Regions from separate parts of the Oryctolagus cuniculus genome. Here region 1 is linked to region 2. A link is a contact called in public Hi-C data. All regions are on one chromosome and are shown on one strand. Each heading gives the region's core, a stretch centred on a gene start, on an enhancer-like site or on the middle of the called end of the contact. The rest is flanking DNA. Distances are from core to core; before and after follow the strand shown. Region 1 holds the start of PLS1 (plastin 1). Region 2 holds the start of TRPC1 (transient receptor potential cation channel subfamily C member 1).

What was found. Hi-C and Micro-C count contacts between places; a contact is called where the count stands out from the background.
Region 1: a Hi-C map of an unstated tissue shows a contact between it and region 2, with 2.6 times the contacts expected there. The contact joins the promoter of PLS1 here to the promoter of TRPC1 in region 2. A contact is called at or near these places in 4 of 6 Hi-C or Micro-C datasets (ear pinna, embryonic fibroblasts, psoas muscle and 1 more).

The regions. Positions count from the first base shown.
Region 1 is chr4:139,303,173-139,307,605 of mOryCun1.1, reverse strand. It overlaps PLS1 (plastin 1), which reads left to right and starts at 3,134. Exons shown (of 16, transcript XM_002716570.5): 1 at 3,134-3,274.
Region 2 is chr4:139,154,400-139,158,669 of mOryCun1.1, reverse strand. It overlaps TRPC1 (transient receptor potential cation channel subfamily C member 1), which reads left to right and starts at 2,960. Exons shown (of 12, transcript NM_001082651.1): 1 at 2,960-3,131. The coding sequence starts at 2,960.

The DNA.
Region 1 (4,433 bases), core at 1,885-4,384, 150 kb before region 2:
AACCCAGATAATTTGTTTACTTTTTTTATTTCAACAGAATTTTATCTTATTTTTATTTTTAAAATGTTTACTTATTTATTTACTTATTATTTGAAAGCCAGAAAGATTAGGGGGGTGGAGATTGCTCACCCACTAATTGACTCCCCAAATGCCTGTAATAGCTAAAGATGCGCCAGGCTGAAGCCAGGAACCAGGAACTCAATCTAGGTCTCCCATGCAGGTAGCAGGGACCCAACTACTTGAGCCATCACTATGGCCTCCCACGGAGAAGAGCCAGGACTTGAACCCAGGCACTCCAATATAGAATGTGGGAGTCCCAACTGGTGGCTTCATCACTGTGCCAAATGTATGCCCCTGGGTGTGCTTTTGCTTTTTTTTTTTTTTTTTTTGGACAGGCAGAGTGGATAGTGAGAGAGAGAGACACAAAGAAAGGGCTTCATTTACCGTTGGATCACCCTCTAATGGCTGCTGCGGCCAGCACGCTGTGGCCGGCGCACCGCGCTGATCCGAAGCCAGGAGCCAAGTGCTTCTCCTGGTCTCCTATGGGGTGCAGGGCCCAAGCACTTGGGCCATCCTCCACTGCACTCCCTGGCCACAGCAGAGAGCTGGCCTGGAAGAGGGGCAACCGGGACAGAATCCGGCGCCCCGACTGGGACTAGAACCGGATTAGCCTATTGAGCCAAGGCGCCAACCCCTGGGTGTGCATTTCTAATGAAGTTTTATCTCTTATTTCAGATTTGGAGATGTTTTTGGAACATCTTCTATTTTATTAACAATACATTTATAAATAATAAATTTGGATTTGTTACTTTTACAATGATTGTTGTAGACATTTTATACTGATTATTTTTAGCTTCTGTTACAGGGTTTTAAATCTGCTTTCTCTCCAAATCAGTTTATAGCATATTTAGAGTCTACATGTCCTCATGAACTTGCATTAGTCAATATCTCCAATAAATAATCAGATCATAAGTATATTTGATTTTTCTTTTTTCCAGACTAATTTATGGAATATAAATTTAATTTTAAAGTACATCTTAGTTTTGACAGCTATATGCACCTGTGAAATCACTATAATCAAAATAGAGAAAATTTCCATCACCTCCAACCCCAGAGATTTTTTTTCTGCCCTTTTGCAGTTCATCCTTTTGTCTGTTCCTGGTTTCCAGCAATTACTGATCTGCTTTATGTGACTACAGGTTTGGATTTCATATACAGCCCTTACATACGTATTTTCTCTCTGACTTCCTCATCTCAGTATAATGATTTTGAGTCTTATCTAATGTGGGCGTGTATGAGTCATTCCCTTTTTTGATTGCTGAGTAGTATTCTATTGTATTGCTAAATCACTTTTTTTTTCATTCATCTTTTGATGTACAATTGGGTCCCTCCTTGTTTGGACTACTGTGAAAAAAAGCTGCTATGAACATTCATATTTCAAGTCTTTCTGTGAGCATACATTTTAATTTCTCTGCAGTAATACCAGGAATGGACTGGCTGGGTCATTTGGTAGATGTATGTTTAACTTTTAAAGAAATACTTATATTTTGTGAATCTTTTTTTTTTTTTTTTTTTGACAGGCAGAGTTAGACAGTGAGAGAGAGACAGACAGAAAGGTCTTCCTTTTCCGTTGGTTCACCCCCAAATGGCCGCTACAGCTGGCACTGCGCTGATCCGAAGCCAGGAGCCAGGTGCTTCCTCCTGGTCTCCCATGCGAGTGCAGGGCCCAAGGACCTGGGCCATCCTCCACTGCCTTCCAGGCCACAGCAGAGAGCTGGACTGGGAGAGGAGCAACCAGGACAGAACCGGAGCCCCAACCGGGACTAGAACCTGGGGTACCGGCACCGCAGGTGGAGGATTAGCCTAGTGAGCCAGGGTGCTGGCATATTTTGTGAATCTTACATATTCAATGACTTCTGTGAATCTGGGCTCAGCTAAGGACACTAAATTGATAGATTTCTCTATATGGAAGACAGAAATGCTTATCTTCCCCTCCTTGGCCACCTCCCTCCATATTTAATTGCTCATCCAATTCCTTTGGGTTCTTAGTGATTTCATCTGCTTTCCCATTTTTCCATCCCTGTTGCTCTCGTCTTGAACTTGCTTGGGTCCCTATTTTTTATTTTAAAACTAATTTAATTTAATTTATTTGAAAGGCAGAGGGATGTTGGGGGGAGAATCTTCGTGCTGTTGGTTACTCCCCAAATGGCTGCAACAGCAGGTCTGGGCAGGGCCAAAGCTGGGAGCCAGGAACTCCATCCTGGTCTCCCACATGGACAGCAGAGGCCCAAGCATTTGGGCCCTCCTTTCTGCCTTTCCAGGCACATTAGCAGGAAATTGGATCAGAAGCAAAGTAGCTGCAACTTGAACCCAGGCTCCCCAGAGGCAAGTGTCAACTCCCACAACCGCTGGTCTTGGTCTCTATTCTGTATCATGTACTAAGCACTCAGCGCTTTGAGTTAAATAGACAGCAAAATAAGGGCCAGTCCTGTTCCCTGGACTGAGTTGGGGTAACCAACAGCACCTATGTGCTATGCTGCAGGCAAAATGTGTGCGGATCCTTGAGGTTGCATTCCATTTACTTGACTCACATGCTAGAGGAAATATCCCACCTCTGTTGGCGTGTGGGCTTTAGTAATGTATTTATTTTAAGCAGGTGTGGCTGTGAAATGACGAGGAAGTATTGTGTGAAATCCCCTAATAGGGCGGGGCGGGATGGGGAGAAAATTTTCTTCTTTAATAACATACACTTTTCTTCTTGATCAGTGGTTCTCAAAGTGTGGGGGCAGCTTCCCCTGAAAACATATTAGAAATGCAAACGGCAGCACCTCACTCCTAAGCTTGACTCTGAAGCTCTGGGTGTGGGGTCTGCGTTACACGCCCTCCCGGCGATTCGGACCCACGCTCAAGTTTGAGGAGCATGGTGCATTCCAACGGCGTAGGCGGTCACCTTCAGGCATGGGTAACTGCGGGCTGCAGGGACAACGTGCTGCAGCGCCAATTCACTTCTGCCCCTCGCCTCTCCCAGCACCTGCAACTGCTCTTTCACCCTCCTCCTGAACTCAAGCTTGCGGTTTCGCGTCCGTAACTCTGGGAGTCGCAGCCAAAACCCGGGAAGTGGATTCCGAGTGTCGGGGCCCGGATGCCGGCCGGGCATGCGCAGTGGCGCGAGCGCAGCGGCTCCGCGGGCGCGCAGAGGTAGCCGCAGAGCGGACCTGCGGGTACCTGCATCCGGAGTGGGAGCTTCGGACTCGAGGCCCGGTGATCGCCGCAGGTACTGGGCGCTAGGGTGGGAGGGGGCGCTAGGAGGGAAGGTAGACGGACAGATGGAAGGCAAAGCAGTCCTTGTACGGGGCCAGGCTGTCCAGGTTCTCTCGCTCGCTAGGCGTCTCCCGACCTCCGGTGCGCGCTTCTGCAGGTTGGGGCAGCGAGTAGTGGCCGCAGGTGTTCGGTCGCATATTGTACTGCTGAAACAATGAGCCTGAGGACTGCATTAGGACTCCCTGCAGGAAGCGAGGCATTTCGTTAACTTTTCTGGTTGAAACTTTGGTGCTTTCTCATTCAGCCTGACTCGCTGGAATTCTGTGCCTGGTTTATTTGCCTTTGGCCTGTTGGTGCATAGGATCGATAGAACCAGTGAATCGCATCCGCGCTTTCGGGTCGGGTGCCTTGCCTCGGGGCTCCTGGCTGCAGTCTTTAAAAAATGCCAATGGTCAGCGAATTTCAATGCCAGAAAACTTTCTGCATTCCAACTGCGTTAAGTAGGGACTTCACAAAATGCATGATTTTCCTCTTTGCCTTTCAGCGTGGCTCTTCAGTTGGTGCTGTAAAGTGGATAGGGTCTTTTACCTAAGAGTTTTCGCTCCTCTCCCTTTACTCTGTCACTGTCTATGGCTTATTCGGAGATGCCTTGCCCTGGAGCTGCGGTATCAGATAAACTTGTATGAGGCTAAGGGTGTGCTGTACCGATTTACATGAACAAGAAGCAACTTTTCAGGTCAGAGAAGCAACACATAGTTATTCAGGTCCACAAAGATGAAAAAGGTGCTTTATCACCCCTGCCCCTTGCTTCAGCACCAACTCTCCCGACTTTAATGGAATTCTGTAGTAAAATTCTCTGGTAGAGAATACCGTAGGCATATGCCTAGCGGTGGTGAGTTTAGGGGCAAAACAATTGAAGTTCAGAAAGGGAAACCTGTGTGGAAAGGGAATACAGGTTCCCTCCGCTCTTCCCCCATGATGAATGTTTTAATGGCAGGAATAATATACAGTTGGTCTAGTTTGGAACTGTAGAGACTTTTGAGGTCATCCAGTTCAGCTGCTTCAGTTTACAAATGGGAAAACTGAGATCAGTGACTTGCTGTAGCCACCCCAACCCCTCCTCAGCGAAGCTGGGCCTGGGATCCAGACCCAGCTGATTTTTATTTATTTAT
Region 2 (4,270 bases), core at 1,711-4,210:
AAAGAATGTATATAAGCACAAACATGTACCTCTGTTACCTGGCCTCAAATTTGACAGCAATTTTGTTGTTCCACCAAGTATACAAACTTGGGCCTATATGAGGAGGCTACTTCAAAACATATATAGAAAATGGAGTCAAGATAAGTCTTGGTGCAAAAAGTATCTTAAAATCTATGCATAGTTTTTTCATAATATGCATTTCCATGAACTTTTTGAAGGCCTTTTATATGCAATTTCAAAATTTTTGCACCAAAATAACCTTATTTTAAACTCCACTTTCCAGTTTTGTTTTTTTTTTTTTGCTTTCTCACAAACTTTTTGAAGTATCCTCGTATTAAGCATTGGAGTGGGGAGATTTGTCTAAAGACAAAAAAAAAACTGTAATGATTCAAGAGATGATCAATTATTTTGAAGTAAATATGAAAACGGAACGTGGACAATCATGGCATCTCTTTTCTAGAAGATCTAAAGAGGACTTTGATGATAAAGTTGTATTTAGGAAATTTGGGAGTTCAAGTGTTCAGAGGTACAGTGATGGAACAAAACAGTATTAACTGTATAGAGAGTTGTTCCCTCAAATATGAGATATGCAGAAGTAAGTCTATGTGTGGCCTTAAAATCTTAAAGGCAATTTAAAAAAAATATTTATTTTATTTGAAAGGCAGTTACAAAGAGGCAGAGGCAGAGATAGAGACAGAGAGGGAAGTCTTCTATCTGCCGGTACACTCCCCAAATGGCTGCAATGGCGAAAGCTGGGCCGATCCTAAGCCAGGAGCCAGGAACTTCCTCCGGGGCTCCCATGCAGGTGCAGGGACACAAGGACTTGGGCCATCGTCCACTGCTTTCCCAGGCCATAGCAGAGAGCTGATTGGAAGTGGAAGCAGCTGGGTCTCGAACTGTCTGCCATATGGGATGCTGCCACTGCAGGCGGCATTCCCCAGGTAATTTTTTTGTAAAGTCAGGGAATTCAGATTTTTCTTAATAAAAGATTCATTTATTTGAAAGGCAGAGTAACAGAGAGGTCTTCCATCGCTGGTTCACTCCCCAGATGACTCCAATGGCTGGAGCTGGACTGCTCCAAAACCAGGAACCAGGAGCTTCTTCCAGGTCTCCCATGCAGGTGCAGGGGTCCAAGGACTTGGGCCATCTTCCTCTGCTTTCGCAGGCCATAACAGAGAGCTGTATGGGAAGTGGAGCAGCTGGGATTTGAACCAGTGTCCATATGGGATGCCAGCACTGCAGGCGGCGGCTTTACCGCTATGCCACAGCCCCTGCCCCAGTTCAGATGCTTTTAAAGATAACATTCAGATTTCCCTATGGTTGATTGTTAAGGAAATCAGGAATTATTCAAGAGATACAATTTCAGGTTTTCTCCCCTATCTTTTAAAGGTGTACCACAGTAGCAGTGTTTTGCAATGTTAAATTTTTTAAATAAAATCTTGGTTAAAAAATTATTTAGGCCGGCGCAGTGGCTCAATAGGCTAATCCTCCGCCTTGCAGTGCCGGCACCCCGGGTTCTAGTCCCGGTCGGGGCACCGGATTCTGTCCCGGTTGCCCCTCTTCCAGGCCAGCTCTCTGCTGTGGCCAGCGAGTGCAGTGGAGGATGGCCCAAGTGCTTGGGCCCTGCACCCCATGGGAGACCAGGAGAAGCACCTGGCTCCTGCCATTAGATCAGCACGGTGCGCTGGCAGCAGCGGCCATTGGAGGGTGAACCAAGGGCAAAGGAAGACCTTTCTCTCTGTCTCTCTCTCTTCCTGTCCACTCTGCCTGTTAAAAAAAAATTATTTAAGGAAGTAGCAGTTGGTGTCAATCAGCTCTTGCCTAAATAAAAGATCCAATTTTTTTTTAAGATTATTTATTTGAAAGGTGGAATTAGAGGGAGAGGCAAAGAGAGAGATCTTCCATCCTCTGGTTCACTCCCCAGACGGCTGCAAAGGCCGGAGCTGGACCGGTCCGAAGCCAGGAGCTCCGTCCAAAGTGGGTGCAGGGGGCAAGCACTTGGGCCATTTTCCACTGCCTTCTCAGGCGCCTTAGCAGGGAACTGGATCGGAAGTGGAGCAGCCGGGACCCTAACAGGCGGCCATAGGGGATGCCAGCGCTGCCGATGATGCCAATGTCGGATCACAAACGACTTGTTTAAAAAAAACAGCCTTTAGAAACGCTGCGGCTTTCCCGCGGTACGTAATCCACCACCTCAACGTGGGGGCGAGGCAGACTGCACTGACTAAACGTCAGGTCCTCAGAGCTTCAGTTAGCAGACTGCTCCTATTAAGACGCGAGATGGCGGGCAAGTTACCTCAAACTTGGGTAACTTGGGGCTGAAGGGCTGGGGCCGGAAGCCTCCCAGCGCCCTCCGGCCGTGCGTCCTTCGAGCCCGCCCTCCACCGCAGGCCCCACCCCCGCCATAGGCTCCGCCCCCAAGCCCGCCCCTGCCGCTGGCCCCGCCCCGGTGTCGTCGCTAAAGCGGAGGGCAGGATGACGTGAGCAGAGTCGCGAACATCTCCTCCCGGCGCAGCTGAGCCGACGGTTCCCACAGCCTCGGAGCCCAACGTGCTCAGAAGCGCCTCTCCCTCGGAGCTCTCGTCGTCCTCCCGGCCGGGCCGCCTCCTGCGCGGCCCCTGCGGCTCCTGGCACGGCCCCGCGCTCGGCTGCCGCCCTGGCGCGCTCCAGTCTGTCTTCCCCGGACGGGCGCGGACCGGCTCGGCCCGGGCGCCGGCGGCTGGGGAGGGGGCGCTGGCCTCGAGGCCGCGCATGCGCCGCCACCAACCTGGGGCTGTCCGTGGAGGGCGAGTGCTGGTTCCGAGGGGAGGCGACGCCCTTCGGGGCCAGCTGGCCGCGCGCGGAGGCGGTGGCGGGAACGACTCATCCCTTCTCCAGCCCTGGGGCGGGGTTGGGGTCGGGGTCGGGGCCGGTGGGTGCCCCGCCCCCGTCTCCGGGCCTGCCCCCTTCATGGGCTGCGATGATGGCGGCCCTGTACCCGACTACGGACCTCTCGGGCGCCTCCTCCTCCTCCCTGCCTTCCTCCCCATCCTCTTCGTCGCCGAATGAGGTGATGGCGCTGAAGGATGTGCGGGAGGTGAAGGAGGAGAACACCCTGAATGAGAAGCTTTTCTTGCTGGCGTGCGACAAGGGTGAGAGCTAGGCCCCTTTCTCCTCCTCTGGACGCCCCTGCCCTCCAGACCCTCGGTGCTCACTCTTGCCTCAGCTTACTCTGGGGGCAGTCCCGCGACCTCCCGCGCCGGCCGCCTCGCCCCCGCAGCGCCGCCCCGCAGCTCCAGTGCCCTGGAGTTTGCGGCTGGGGGTGCGCCCTCAGCGCGGCACCTGCGGCGGCGGCGGCCTTGCCCGCGGCCGCCTCCCTGGGCTCCGCTGTCGGGATGCTGCTGTCCCGGGGCCTGGAGCCCAGCGTTTTAGCCGCATCCCTTCTGACAACGTGAACGACCTGGTCTGCTTAGGGTCTCCGTTCTTTCCTTTTGGTGTGTTTATTGGCTAGTTTCGGACCTTGCCGTCAGAACATTCCAATGTGACCTTGCTTTAAATTCCTTGTACTTAGGGCTCTCAGCTGGCTTGAGTTTGTTAACAAGATCCCCACCTTTGGTGCATGATTTAGCTCAGGTGCACTGCCGGTACCTGTGAGTGAAGTTAAGTCTCTGAATAGCCCAGGTGAGACGCATGATAAAAAGGACTGAAGTTCTGCCTTAGATCCTAAAACTTTCCCTAAACTTCTCAAACAGTCTTGACCACTAGTGCTTTTTTTTTTTTATCGTAGAGAAAAGCTTGTAGCGCTATATCCTGTAGGAGATAAAGGTAGTGAAAAAAATTATATGGCAAAAAAATTTACTTTCCTTTTTTTAAAAATTTATGCATTAAGTGTTTTTGTGGCTGTCTGTCTTTTAATGCAAGTATACTTTCTTTTTAAGATTTCTTTATTTGAAAGGCAGAGTTACAGGGAGGCAGAGAGAGAGGGGTCTTCCACAAGCTGGTTGACTCCCCAAAAAGCTGCAAGGGGCGGACCTGGGCGTACTGGAAGGAAGCCCGGAGCTTCTTCTGGGTCTCCCACGCTGGTGCAAGGGCCTAAGGACCTGGGCCATAGCAGAGAGCTGGATGGGAAGTGGAGCAGCCGGGACCCAAATGGGATGCCAGCACTGTAAGCAGCGGCTTTACTTACTATGGATGCCACAGTGCTGGCCCTAAGTATACTTTTAAGAATAGGAAATTGATTGCCCTAAGACTGCTTTAATTTCCTACAAAAAAAAAAGTACTGAAAATCTTC